Linked DNA regions of Mus musculus: region 2 is linked to region 1. The links are chromatin contacts, called in public HiChIP or PLAC-seq maps. All regions are on one chromosome and are shown on one strand. Each heading gives the region's core, a stretch centred on a gene start, on an enhancer-like site or on the middle of the called end of the contact. The rest is flanking DNA. Distances are from core to core; before and after follow the strand shown.

The links. HiChIP or PLAC-seq counts read pairs in DNA pulled down with a chosen protein or histone mark.
Region 2: a contact with region 1 is called in an H3K27ac HiChIP or PLAC-seq map of heart atrium, with 7 times the contacts expected there. The contact joins two enhancer-like sites. A contact is called at or near these places in 2 of 484 Hi-C or Micro-C datasets (cardiomyocytes and uterus), 1 of 115 datasets of contacts at active chromatin or transcription factors (heart atrium) and 2 of 9 other capture datasets (adipose tissue and pancreatic islet).

What each region holds. Positions count from the first base shown.
Region 1 is chr5:96,451,884-96,458,522 of GRCm38.p6, forward strand. The region is part of intron 2 of Fras1 (Fraser extracellular matrix complex subunit 1); the gene reads left to right. It overlaps Gm33050 (a long non-coding RNA gene), which reads right to left. Exons shown (of 3, transcript XR_389343.2): 2 at 1-5,895. Among named protein-coding and RNA genes, the nearest start is that of Gm33050, 4.2 kb to the right of the region's middle. Within about 2 kb of position 2,753, at least 11 of the 459 cell types and tissues checked have an H3K27ac peak or open chromatin away from gene starts, as enhancers often do. A contact at or near this core is called in heart atrium, where this site is marked.
Region 2 is chr5:96,620,234-96,626,872 of GRCm38.p6, forward strand. The region is part of intron 20 of Fras1 (Fraser extracellular matrix complex subunit 1); the gene reads left to right. Among named protein-coding and RNA genes, the nearest start is that of Gm52781, 84 kb to the right of the region's middle. Within about 2 kb of position 2,583, at least 21 of the 459 cell types and tissues checked have an H3K27ac peak or open chromatin away from gene starts, as enhancers often do. A contact at or near this core is called in heart atrium, where this site is marked.

The DNA of each region.
Region 1 (6,639 bases), core at 1,503-4,002:
GGCTATGAGGTTGACCAGATGGCATTTCTTTTCAACCAAGGCATTATGTCTTTTCTTTGTCTGTAGAGAGAGTTTAGGTGCTATGAAGAGTCTGTTTTACACATAATTTCAAACAGGAAACACCTTCCTACTGGCCCCCTCCCCCTTTTTTTAAGCAGTCTACCTTTACTTTGTTAAGTTGAAGAGTCTTTCTGATGGTTGAAGATAAGGTGTATCACTTTAGTTAACTTTTAGCTACTAAAGGAAAAGCTTAAAAGTATTTGAACTGCAGAAACTAGCTTGTAAGGGCAGCAAGCATTTCTACAAATTCCAAAGCCTGTGAGATTGATTGCTTTTAGTGTTTACTATGGCCAAATGATTAACTAGGACCCTGCAAGGAGGCCTCTGAGAGATGATTTATGCTCTGAATGTCGGAAGGATGTTTGCATATAACCATCAGAGGGTTTTTATTTCTTTTTTCTTTTCTTTTCTTTTTTTTTTTTTTTTGAGGCCCTTTAAACTTTGCCTATCTTGGGGACAGTCACTACTTCCATCATTTTTCTTTCCTTTTGTATTTTATTGTCTTCCACAGAGGCCCAAGCCATCCTCTTAATATTTACAGAGTTTGGTGGAGCTAGGATTTCTTGGGGGTTCCCCTTCGTCTGTGGGAGAGAAGTGTGCTTCAGGTCTTCTGAAGTTTTTGCTACCACCAATGAGGGAGCAGATTTTATGATTAATCAGTTTCCCAAACTAAAGAAATACAATTCTCACAAACACTGAAATATATCATAATTATTTAGAGTTTCAAAATGAAATGTATGCTGATCTAAGCTTGGACCAGCTTTTATGGAATTTTCTTTCCAACACTTTTTCTCATATTTTCATTATGGATGGAAAATTCAAGTTTGTCCACATTGAAGTAGCATGTTTTATTTTTTTTAAAAATTCTTGATGAGGACCAGGCATGGTGGCACAAACCTTTAATCCCACCACATAGGAGGCAGAGGTAGGTAGATCTCTGAGAGGTCAAGGCTAGCCAGGGCCTTACTTTCTCAAAACCAAAAACAACAGGAGACAACAACAACCATTACTACTATTGCTGCTGCTACTTAGGGAGCACCCACCATGTGCCGTTGGGCTTGTAGGTTGCTGAGATACAAAAGTGGACAGGGCAGACCCACTGCCTGCCTTCAATGAAGCCCTGGTCTTATTTTTAAGTCTATACTTCTAAAAATATCTGCTAAGAAGTCTGCTGTTCCACCCTTCCCACGGGACATTGTTTGAGGGAGTCCGTATACTGCAGGATGCAAAATTGTCATGTTGGTGGGACTTGAATTCTCTGTGCCTTTAGAGCAGGGCTAATAGAAGAGGAGGATCACATTCCTGTTCTGAGCACAGTGACAAGGGTTCTTAAAGAACCCACTGTCCCTCAGAGGCAGGTAGGTGAAGGAAGAGGAAGGTGATTGTCTTTAAAATTCATTCTCCTTTAGGTGTAATGCTGACCTAAAGAGAAGGAGAAATCCATGGCGATTCTCTGGTAACAAGAACCTAGAGAGTCAACACCTGCCCAGTGGATACAGATGTGCTGCCCTTGCTGCCCAGAGAGGTGGCTTTCCAGAACCTGTCTCTTTTCTTATGTGTACATTACCCAGCAGGAGTACAAAGGCAGAGCAGCAGACCAGACCTTCAGGATTTCTTTCTTGCTGTTGGGAAGGCGTGTTAACATTTAACGACAGCACATAACTTTGTTCACTTGGGCAATGAGTACTTTAGCCTGTGGATGGATGGAATCATACTGGTCAATACTGTTCTGAAAAGGAGCAATTCTAAATAGCTGGTTCAGATGCTCGGCCCATCTATTCTGTCACACCACAATATAATTTGTCGTATCATTATGCTGTATTTTAGAATTGATGCCTTTTCTGGTGAATCCATATATGTTGGAGAACTATCTTTTGCATCGCCTTTTGCAAGATGAGGTGTGTCTGAAGGCAGTTTTTTCCTGTTCCAAGGAAGACTAAGGTATAATAAGCAGGAGACTGGGAAATTTAACACAGCAGAATACATGGAATCAGATGGAGTTTCTTGCCATTGCACCTTTGTGAAGGGTTCAGGGTTTCTTATCCTAGACTCTCAGGGAGAGTAATATACCTAACAGTTTTAAGTGGGGTCCATATTTTAATTTAGAAAATGAAGGTTCTTTCAGGTTATGTCCATGTGTTTCCTCCCTGATGGAAGCAAGCATTTTTTAGTTTAAGAAATGACTGTGTCAGGCATGTGGCAAACACCTTTAACCCAAGGTGGGGCAGAGAAGGCAGATCTACTTAATTTTCAGGCTATCCTGGTCTCCATAAACAGTTTCTGGGCAGCCAGTGCTACATAGTGAGACTCCTGTCTCCCCAAACCAATCCAAAAGCCAAAACAACAACAACACAAAAACAAAAGATCCTTCTTTTGCACATTTCATCTGTTTTTTAAAAGTAATATACATTTCCAAATATTTGCTGTTCATTGGAGAAGTCCAAAGCCAATAACTCTCAGAGAATGACTGACTGTGTTTTGGGGAGTTGGTAGATTAATTATGCAGGCATTTATGAAGGTCTAACTGCACTTGGCAGGACAGTGGGAATGAATGCACACTGGTGGTAAGGCTCCTTGTATGATATAACTATAAATTGATGAATATTTTTTTTAGGAGATTGGTCTCAGCACCTGCAGTCATGTTCCATCCACCCACCAGGCCTGCTCCCTTCATGCCTAAATATAGAATCGTGCTCTCCACTCCCTTCTGTTCTCAGTGACCTGCCATGAGTTTAAACTTCTGTTGTTGCTTGCCTATTGTGGCTGTAGTTTAAAGCTCCCACTCCTTCCGGTTTGTGTTGTGACTCCTTTCACATTCACTCCCAGGCTGCTCCACACTGAGTGTCCAGTGATATTTTAACTGAAGATCGGTTAGATCCCTAGATGACTTTTGTTGTTGTTTTGTTTTAATAGCATAAAAAAGCCCTTTCTGATCCTGTTCTGGCCAGGTTCAGCTTCCTCACCTGCGCGCTGGGATCTGGAATATTCCGTGACACTGTCTGTTCAGCTGTGAGCTCTGTGTAGACAGAATCTGTGTCTGCATGTATGTATCTCTTGGTCTCTGCCGTGCAGAATGGTAACAAAATTTAGTGAGGGCCGTATCTGCTTTTGCAGAGGTCACTGAGTTATGTCTCCTCTCTAAACCTTGCCAAGTATGAGCTTGTTAGCAAGCCAAACTATATCGCCTTTTGTTTAATTCCACAGTGTTTGTCAGAATGTTTTGAGAAATGGTAAAATAGATGGTTCTTGCCTCTTATGTGTAACACAACTACACACACACATACACACACACACTTGCAGAGTGTTAAAGACTGTCTGTGTACTTCATAAGGTTGTCCTCCCCGCATCTGCTCTGAGGAGGTGTGATTAAGTTCCACAATGACAGACAGTAGGAGAGTCAGAACAATTGTCCAGATTCTCCCACACTGAGTTCTCCCTGCTGTCTTTTGCCTTTCTGTTATCTTGAGTAGAGGCCACTTAATACAGCTTGCATTGTGACATCAATTCTAGCACTTACCCTGTGACATTTAGCCAGAGTTTATGGATCCTGTGTTATTTTGAGACCGTTCTTGCCCAACTTCATCAAATGCTTTGCTTTAGAAATGCTGACAGTTCTTCAGATTATTTTGTGGTGTCAAAAAAGTTTTATGTTCTATAAAATTTGGGGAGTTGATATTATTCACTGTGATTTTCTTTCTTCACAGCTACTTGTAATTTATGCTTATTTTGTTTCATAAGTCTAGGAGATTGCATGGATACATGCACAGCTAACACAAGGCATGGCCTTCCTGTTCCCAATGGCCCTGCCCACTCCAGGCTTGGTGTCTTCCGGGGTGTTTCATGGAAACTCAGAGACCAAGAGTCTCCTTTGTCTTCTTATTCTTTCTCAGTGAGTGGTGTACTCTTTAGCAGTGATTGTAAGGACTGGGGTTATAGCTCAGAGGTTATGAGCACTGGCTGCTCTTCTAGAGTAGCTGCATTAGATTCCCAGTACAGGAGCTCACAACCGTCTGTAACTCAAGTTCTAGGGGATCCAATGCCCCTTTCTTGTCTGAGCACTGTATGCACCTGGTACACAAACACTTATGTAGGTAAAACGCACAGACACATAAAAATAAAAAGAAGTGAATCTTGAAAAATAACTTGATCGTGTTATCTCAATGTAAGGAAGTGGAGACTAAGGAGTCAGTCAAGCAACTTCTTTAGACAATTTTGGACTTGACCTAAAAACACATTTTTTTTAGCACAAGATTTTATAAAAAGATTTTAAAAGGAAGGAGCGAACTTACATGGAGCTATCCTATACGTGCCACCCAGCTGGAGAGAGGTAGTATCATCTGCCTATTTTGATGCCCTTTCTTCAACATTATGCATGCTTTGTACCTTTTAAGTTCTAAAGAAATTAACCTGACATTGGGAAGATAAGAAGATATTAAAAATTTTTTAGCTCCTTTTAATTGCATTTATGTAATTCTATTCTCATAACTACTTGAAATAATTCTTCTTGTTATTATTTTAAAACACATACAAAACCAGGAAAATCCATTTTTAATCCCCATAAAGAGAAACAAAAAACAAGCAAACTGGCGATCTTAGCAGGTGAGTAATTAAAAGCAAACAAAACCAAGTGATCTGGGAGCCAGCATGCACAGCCAGAGAGCCTGAGAGTGTGCATGCTGCTCTGGAGAGTAAATGTCCTTGAACAGCAGCAACCTAATTGGATTGACCCCAGCAGCTTGTGTCCCCTCTGTAGTCTGAGGTGCTTCCTCTGACATTTTCCTGGTCCATGAGAAAAGAGGGCACGAGGTGGAATGTGACTTTGACGGCCACCTGTAACGATAAGGTCTTAGGTCTATTTAGTACATCACTTCTCTATGGTATCAGATATTAAACACTGATGTTGTTGCTGTAAGCTATAAGGACTTTTATACCATCATGTGGTCATCTTTCTATCCCAAGCACTCGCAATAGAACCTGGTTTCTGATGGGTTCTCAGTGGCTAAAGCAAGAGTCCCTACAAGGTAGGGTGCCCTTGGTTAAGAACCCCCATGTGGATCGCTTAAATTTAAAATGGACCAATATAATACAAACAAAAACATTTTGGCATGTGTTTGATTTAAGAAAACTACCATTGCTGGCCATGGTGGGTCATGCCTTTAGACCCAGTACTTGGCAGGTGGATCTCTGTGAGTTCGAGGCCAGCCTACTTAACATAGCTTGTTCTAAGACAGCAGGACTACATTGAAAGACCCGGTCTCAACAAACAAAAGAAGAAAAGAAAAACTCATCATTTTGGAAACAAACTGGAGGAGAAAATTAAATTGACCTAATTTTACTCCGAGTACATATGCACAGAATAAAATAAACAGTACAATTTGTAATGAAAGGGGAAATAAGCAAAAATAATCCAAGGCAGGGTGAGATCATAGCCAGAAAGCCAAGTTATTTCTCAAAACGATTATTTCTGGTATGACCTTCTCTTCAAGCTAACTGATGAGACAATCACTTGCTTCCTCTAGAACAGCAGCACTCGGCTTTCTAGGGCTTATTTATAACCTCCTGTGAAGAGCAGGCAGTGAAGAAGAAAGCTTAATTATGCATTTTCCACTCAGTGCTTCCATATGGCCAGGAAGAAATATGATTCCTCTTGTATTGTAGTATCTTTTCCATCTGAGCAAACATACCTGGCTTAAGCCCCACGCCGGAAGTCAATTTGGTAGTTTCTTGTGTAGGGTGAAACCCACAGCCTCTTGCAGAGTTGGTTAGTAGCCATCAGTGGGATCTCTGTTAGCTCTTTTCCATTAGGGAGATGAATTTCGTTTCCAAAGCTGTGATCTAGGAGAGTTGCCAAGCAGCTACAGTTAAAAGAAAAAATACACAAAACCCAGCAAACATGGCAATTCTTTCATGTGGCCCTCTCTTCCTTTGTGCTCATTAAGCTAGCTGCTGGCTGACCAGTTCTGAAATACAATCCCTGAGTCCCTATGCCTTGGGCTGTTTCTAAGCCCTTGGAACCTCAGTCAAAGCTTGATTTCAAGTAGTTGGCCACTCAGTACTCAAAGGGTGACCATCCAAGATGGAATTGAGAGACTCTAGAAGTTTATTGAAGGATTTTTCAGCTCTACTTTTGTGAGGTTTGCAGAACATTTGCAAAGGTTCTGTGCCCCTCACAGAAAAGAACATTGTGAAGTCCTTGTGTTTCAGAGCATCCTCTGGCTCTTTGACAGGATCTGTAGTGTGCCTTAGAACTCTAAATGTGTGCCGGGCGGTGATGGTGCATGCCTTTAATACCAGCACTTGGGAGGCAGAGGCAGGCAGATTTTTGAGTTCAAGGCCAGCCTGGTCTACAAAGTGAGTTCCAGGGTAACCAGGGCTACACATAGAAAAACCCTGTCTCAAAAAACAAAAAACCAAACCAACCAACCAACCCAACAAACAGAACTCTTAATGTGGTTTCTTCAGCTCTCTGGCTGCACTAATATGAGCAAGCAGAGAGTAGAATTTGGTACCTCGTTGCTTTGCTTTGTGTCTTATGATGAGCCCAAGTTCTCCTGACCAGCACAAATGATGTGCCCACCC
Region 2 (6,639 bases), core at 1,333-3,832, 170 kb after region 1:
TCACTAGCTTTAGCTCAGTCTGGTAGGGGCCCCTTCTCTCACCTGTGTCATATCATGAAAGAAACAAACCTGAATGAAAAAGCCCATGTTACAGAACAGGAAGTCAAAAGGAGAGACAGAGTCTTGTGGTTCTGCTGGCACGTCACTGGTGACTCAGTGAACTCTGGGCAGGCTTCCAAAGCTCCTGCCACCTCAACCAGTATCATGACCCTGGGGTTTGAGCTCTTACAATCCAAACCATACTGAGAGCATGTAGTAAAATTATTAGTGCATGTTTAGTGCGTTACTATTATGAGGAAGCAGAGAGACATTTCAGGCTACTTAAGGGGATGAACTGAAGACAGTTAACAAATGGTACAAATAGATTTGTGTGCTGAAATACCTACAGGTCGTAAGGACTGTATACGTCCAGTGGGGCCTGGAGGGGAAGATTAAGATTAGAAGGCTTCACAGAGCGGGTGAAACCTAGTTTGCTTCCTGTGGATCAGTAAGGATTGAGTTAGAGGAAGGGATATTCGGTTCTTTTGATATCAAAAGGCAAACCTGGAAAGCAAAAAGTATGGGTCATATGTGGGCAATGAGTCATCCAACAAGCATAGAAAACAGGGCTGGCACTGTAGTACACTACAGGATCAAGTTGGAAAATTTAGCTTGGAACCAGAATATAGAAGGCCTGGTGTTGCAGCTAAAAGTTGAGGCTGGATCAACTCGGGCCCTGTGTGTGTTTGGGGAGAGCTGTGTCTTGGCTAAGGGTATATTGTGTATGGTCTACAAGTGGTGGGAGATTGTCAAGGCTGCAGAGGAATGAGCTTAGGGAGACTATAAGAGATAGATAGACCTACCGTGGTAGACCTTTCATTCCAGTCTGTTGTCCGTGTAGATCCTAAAACTTTTATCCTATGACATATTTTATAAATAAATGTTTATATAAGGAGATTGGAATGGTTTAATAGTTAATGAGCTCTCTTCTATCCAAAGTTCAGAACACTCTTTGATAATAAATTAGGTGGTTAGGAACTGCATTAATTTTTAAAGGCCTATAGGAACCATTAGAATAGAGAATCATTGGACTTGACTCAATGACTTTGGAAGACCCCAGTCTCAGAAGAACAGACTCATGAGAGCCTCATGAGATTGTTACTCATTATTTTAAATCAAGTAGTCATCACCCATTGTTCAGAAATACTTCTCACATGGGGATTGGAATAAGTATATTTCAAATAGAAAAACAAGAGAAATATGTGTCAATGTAGAAGTTTACTTTGTCACTAAATGTATGACTTTCTAACTGCCTCCCACTACTCTGTTACAAATTCTTTTATTTGCTATTTCATCAAGTGTTTAGTAAACCCTTGTTCCTTGCCAGGCTGGCCCTGTGAAGGCTTTGAGGATAGAGATGAAGATGTGTTACTTGCATCTAAGAAATGTAGCTTAGTGAAGGGCGGCATATTAGTTTGCCAAGGCTACCTAATAAAATACCAGAGCCTGGGAGCCTTGAACAACAGAAATGGAGTTTCTCACTGCTGTGGAAGTCATAAGTCCAAGATTAAGGTCCCATGAGACAGGGCTCCTTGGAGCTTCTCTTTGCTGTGAGATGCTTGCCCTTTTAAGACCATCTTCTCTACAAGGATAGGGGGACGAGGAGGTCTTGCTCTGTAGCCCAGACTGGCTTGGAAATCATGATGGTTTTCCTGCTTCAATCCCTTGAGGGCTGGGATTACAAGCATGGTCTGAAAGTTTTTAAGCAGAAAGTGTCATGGTTGCCTTTCTGTGAAGAGAAAGATTACATAAAATGGCTTGGAAGAACTTGATATGAGGGCAGAAAGACCAATATTAGATAAGAGCTCTCACGCCAAGGGTAAAGGGGATGGAAGGGGCTTGGACTTGCGGGATTTAAATGATACATTAGATGGGTCTAAGGCTGTTTGCTCTTAGCAAAAAATGATCCAAGAGGGACAATTTCATGTGGCTTAATTTAATTGGGCAGCGGAAATAATTGTTCTCTTGCCGTTGTGGTGAGGGAGTGGGAGATTCACATGGTGTCCAGATTTCAGGTCATGGGTGTAAGCCCAGGATAGGAGTAAGTATAAGAGGCATTAAAGATGACTCTTGCATGTGGACACGTTAGACTTGGGGTGATAGTGGACATCAGGGGTACTGTCCTGGAAGAGGCTAACAGGATATGTAAATAGCTACCAGCACACTTCCTGCTTACTGTTATCCTGAACTGAAGACCCTAGGATTTTATTTTTTACATTGAAATGTTGCCTTAGCTCATATTGAATAATGGAAATTTTCAGGTAATTTGTTCTGAAGGCAAGAAAGTGGTAAGGAGCCGTGTGGTGTCACACCAAACAGGCTGACATATACTCCTACTATATGAAGTGTCTTTGGAATTATCCTTGGTAGCCTCAAAGAGAGGAACCCTCTCTGCCCTCTCTGGTATGTGAGCACCTTCCAGGGGGCCAGGATTTACTCATGGAATGTTTTTTTCACTATCTGAGCTATGCTTGAGATCATCACCCGAGACCTCTAAATTGCACTTAGCTGTTCAAAAAGAAAATTCCACTTAATCTATCACACAGACAAGAATAAACACATCCTGGGAACAGGTCCAATCACCTCACTGTGTTCTCACTTATGGAGATGTCATATGTGGGGGAATTCCCCTCCCAGTCTGTCAAAGCAAATAGATAGTTGGGAGATTTAGGCCAGAGCCGAAGGTTTTCAGCAAAGGCAGATGGAGTGGGCTGAGAAGCAGAAGCCCATCAGCCTTTTGTTAGAGACATGTCAGCATGCTATGGAAAACCAAGGGTTTCTTCATAGATTTTTTTTTCCCCTGCATATCTCAACGTTATCAAAAATGTCCAAAGCCTGGGGTGCTTTCTCTATCTGTCTCTCTCGGCTAAAAGCTTTCTCCTGTTCACAGAGGAGGGTGAGATGAAAAAGAAAGTGCAGATAAAGCCGTCACAGGGAAATAGCCCAGTGAAGATGTGTTATTGAAAAAAACCTATGCCCTGGGCTTTGTGAGTGCTGGGCAGGATGTCCATGCTCACTCTTATGGGTAAAGATGAGAAAACAGAGAGTGAAGGTGCTGAGGAAGGGTAGCTGGCATGGTGGGACTCTGGGGAGAAAGAACTTAATCATTGCTTTTGTGGCGATGTGGCTAAATGATGGCTCACATCCTCCAATCTGTCTCAAGAGCATAAACCAAAGGGGAAAAAGGATCAAAGAAATACTACTATGGGCATTTTTATATTGCATAAAGTTTGAGTCCAATGGTAGTTACAGCTGTTAAATGCAGTGAACACTCTTGGCCAAAAAACTTGGAAAATTAAATATAGTTCTGATGTTTGTTTGTTTGTTTGTTTGTTTTAGCCTGGAGTTTGGGTTAAGTAAAATTAAGCAGCTTTCACTGTTGCAGGAGTCTTAGAAGCTCACAGAGATAAGTCACTCTGGCTCAGTGTTTGCTGCCTTATTTCGATCATCAGAATCCTACCCATGATTCCTCCCTCAGTGCCTGGCTCAGTCTTTTCCTTCCAGAATGAGCCTCCCTCCGGTGCCTTCCACATTGTAATTTGCCTGCATGCAGATCCTTTCTCCCACTGACTTGGTACTGACTAACTCACGCGTCTCTGCAGATGATCTGTATGGGCATCTAAAAATAGGTGATACTCCTGAGGATGCGGGTGAAGAACCCTGGCCTGATTGCTTCTGATGTTGTTTTGCCATTTAGCATTCATGTGATCTTCAAGGGAGGTGGTAATTCAATCCTTGTTTTACATATAAACAAACCGAACTGCAAGAGAGCTAAATAAGACTGAGCAAGAATAATAGAACCAAGACCTGAACCTGGAGACTGGGATTTCACAGTCGCATTGCCATGTGTTAAAGTCTACCATGCTGATTGCGGCTGAGCACACACATTAGGGACTTAGGAGCAGGTATTGTTGCTGTTGTTTGCTTGCTTGCTCTGTGTGTGTGTGTGTTTAGTGTTTGAGCGTGTGCAATGCAAGTGTATACATATGCTTATGTGTATAGAGGTTAGAGGATAGCCTCAGGTGTTGTCTTCAAGAACATTACCACATCTACCTCCTATGAGACAGAGTATCTCACTGGCCTGAAAATCATCAATTAGGGTAGACAACTAAAGAGTATGTCCCAGGAATCTTCCTGTCTCTACCTCTCCAGCACTAGGTTAAACGTGCATACTATACCATGCCTGGTCTTTAACATGGCTTCTAGGGGTTGAACTCAGATCCTCACGTGTGTGAGATAAATGCATCACTAACGGGGCATCTCCCTAGCTCCCTATCCCATAGTTCATGCATCTGCACATGTGTACTGTCTGTCTGCATCAGCACCCACTCGTGCACACGTGTGTTGACGTGCACATGAGCTTGTGGAGGTGAGAGGTTGATGTCAGATGTCTTTCTCACTCTCCCTTTTCCACAGTTTTGAAGCAGGATCTCTCCCTGGATCTTGGACGCACTGATTTAGCTAGCTGGGCTGGCCACTTATCCTGGGTCTCACTTGCCTGCCTCCCTAGCACTAGGATTCTAAGTGCATGCCACCATGCATGGCGTTTTCATAAGGGATCTAACAATCAAACTCTGGATCCTCTTGTTTGGAAAGCAAGCACCTTCCAGAATGAGCCGCCAGCCAGTTCCTGTCTAGTGGGTCAGAAGATGGACGGGCACTGGTGCTTAGGATGATGAGGGAGCTGAGAGAGGCATTCTTAGAAACATTGTGCTGTTGTGAACACTCCCTTGGGTGCCCCGCCCTCTGCTCTACAGTGTGTTCCAGCTACCTGAAAAAAGGTTAAGGAAAATGACTAACCCATGCTGTTTTAACAATCTATATCAATCCACATTGACCTTAATCTTTCCAAATGTATACACACTTGGATGGCTTTTATAGTGCTACCCACTATAGGTGCATTTTCTCTTAGGTGGCACGTACATTTCTATGTGTTGACACTATTAGAACAATCTGTTTGTCACTTTTAGTGGTTAAATGCCATTCAGTGGTGCTGGGCATTTTCCTGCTGTGGTAGCTGTTGAAAAGCAGAAGCTAGTTTAGCTAGCAGATTAAATATGAGTTACAAGTTTACAACTATGACTAAATATGCTTTTGTCACTAATAGTAAAAATGATTTGTAAGTTTGGAAGTATTTTATCTTCTCACTGGATCAACATCTAAAACCTTACTGCAGAGTTGTAATGACTAGAACATTCCATTTGATTTGGATTTAGAAATAAAAGCATCGCGCACTGTCAGTTTGACCAGCGAATAGCTTGTGCTTGAGAAATGCTGGGTAAAGCAAATGCCTGGACTCCAAGGGTCTAGTCCTGCCCCTTCCTGTTCTATGGCAATGTGATCGAGGAGTTTTTTTCCTTAGCCTGATCTGTATTCTGTGTTTATCTCATCTTCTTGGCCTGCCTCTTCATTTCATCTGGTCCAGCTCCTCTATCTCTGTATATTTTCAATTTCCTTGTGCCTTCTGTTTTTTTTTTTTTAAACACCAGCTTCTTTATTTCCCTTATCTCCTTCTTTTGCAATGCCCTTTCTTTTCTTATTTCTCATCGTGTCATCCGATCTCCTGTTGCTTGAACTATGAATTGTATATCCAATCTCTTTCTGGAACTTTCAGTGATTGTCTCCTCCTTGTTCTCTCAATTTCTGTTTTTATTCAAGAGACCACAGGGTTTGCAGAGCAATGATTGAAGACTTCAAGGCCTTTCTTGTCTTTCATCCTTGCCACAAGAAGGATGTGCTCTATGCTTAAATTGAGGACTTCCGAGTTTAAAAAAGAAAAAAGAAAGAAAAAGAAAATAGAAAAGGAGAGAAAAAAAAAAGAACTTGAATTGTAATGTACCTTCACCTTCAACCTAAACAATTCCCTACCCAGTTGTTGTAAAGACAGATTGACCTTAAAGTGTCAATCACAGGCTTTGGTTGAGGCCATTGTTGCTGCTTCCCAGGAAGGACAGGGCTTCTGTGGCTCTGTGTTTACAGGACACAGCTGAACTTAAGTGTGGTTGTGCCCTCGACACTAAAGGTAGCAGTGTCCTATGGCTGCCCACTTGAAAAAAATTCTCTTTGGCTGACTTGCAATGAGCCAAGGTACTGACTTTCTTTTAAACCAACATTATCTTCAGCATGGATATTGGTTGTGCTTGGGCCCACTACATAAAAAGGTTTTAGAATTGCTCATCACTTAAGTCACTGCAGGTGTCATAAAGGGTTGAGTGTGCAGTTAGTGACCCCTCCATTTCACAAGCCAAGAAACTGGCATCACCCGACTTCACAGCTGATAGCCAGCGCACCCAGGCTTCGCACCCAAGGAGACTTGTGATGGCCCTGTGGCTTTAGCACACAACCTGCTCTGCACTTCTTAGCAGTCGCTTAATTTGCCTCTTTTCTACGTTCCTGAGACTTTGTCCACACAACCTCCCAGTACTGTATAGATCTTCCTCCACTCAGATCTCATGGGTGTTGAGAGCCCAGTCACAACTCCACTTTCTACTTTTGTTTGGAGGATTAACAACATCCAACAAAGCATAAACAAACCCTCTATTTTCTCTCAGATGTCTCTGCACTTTCTGTTTCCATTCATATACTTCCTTTCTGCCACCT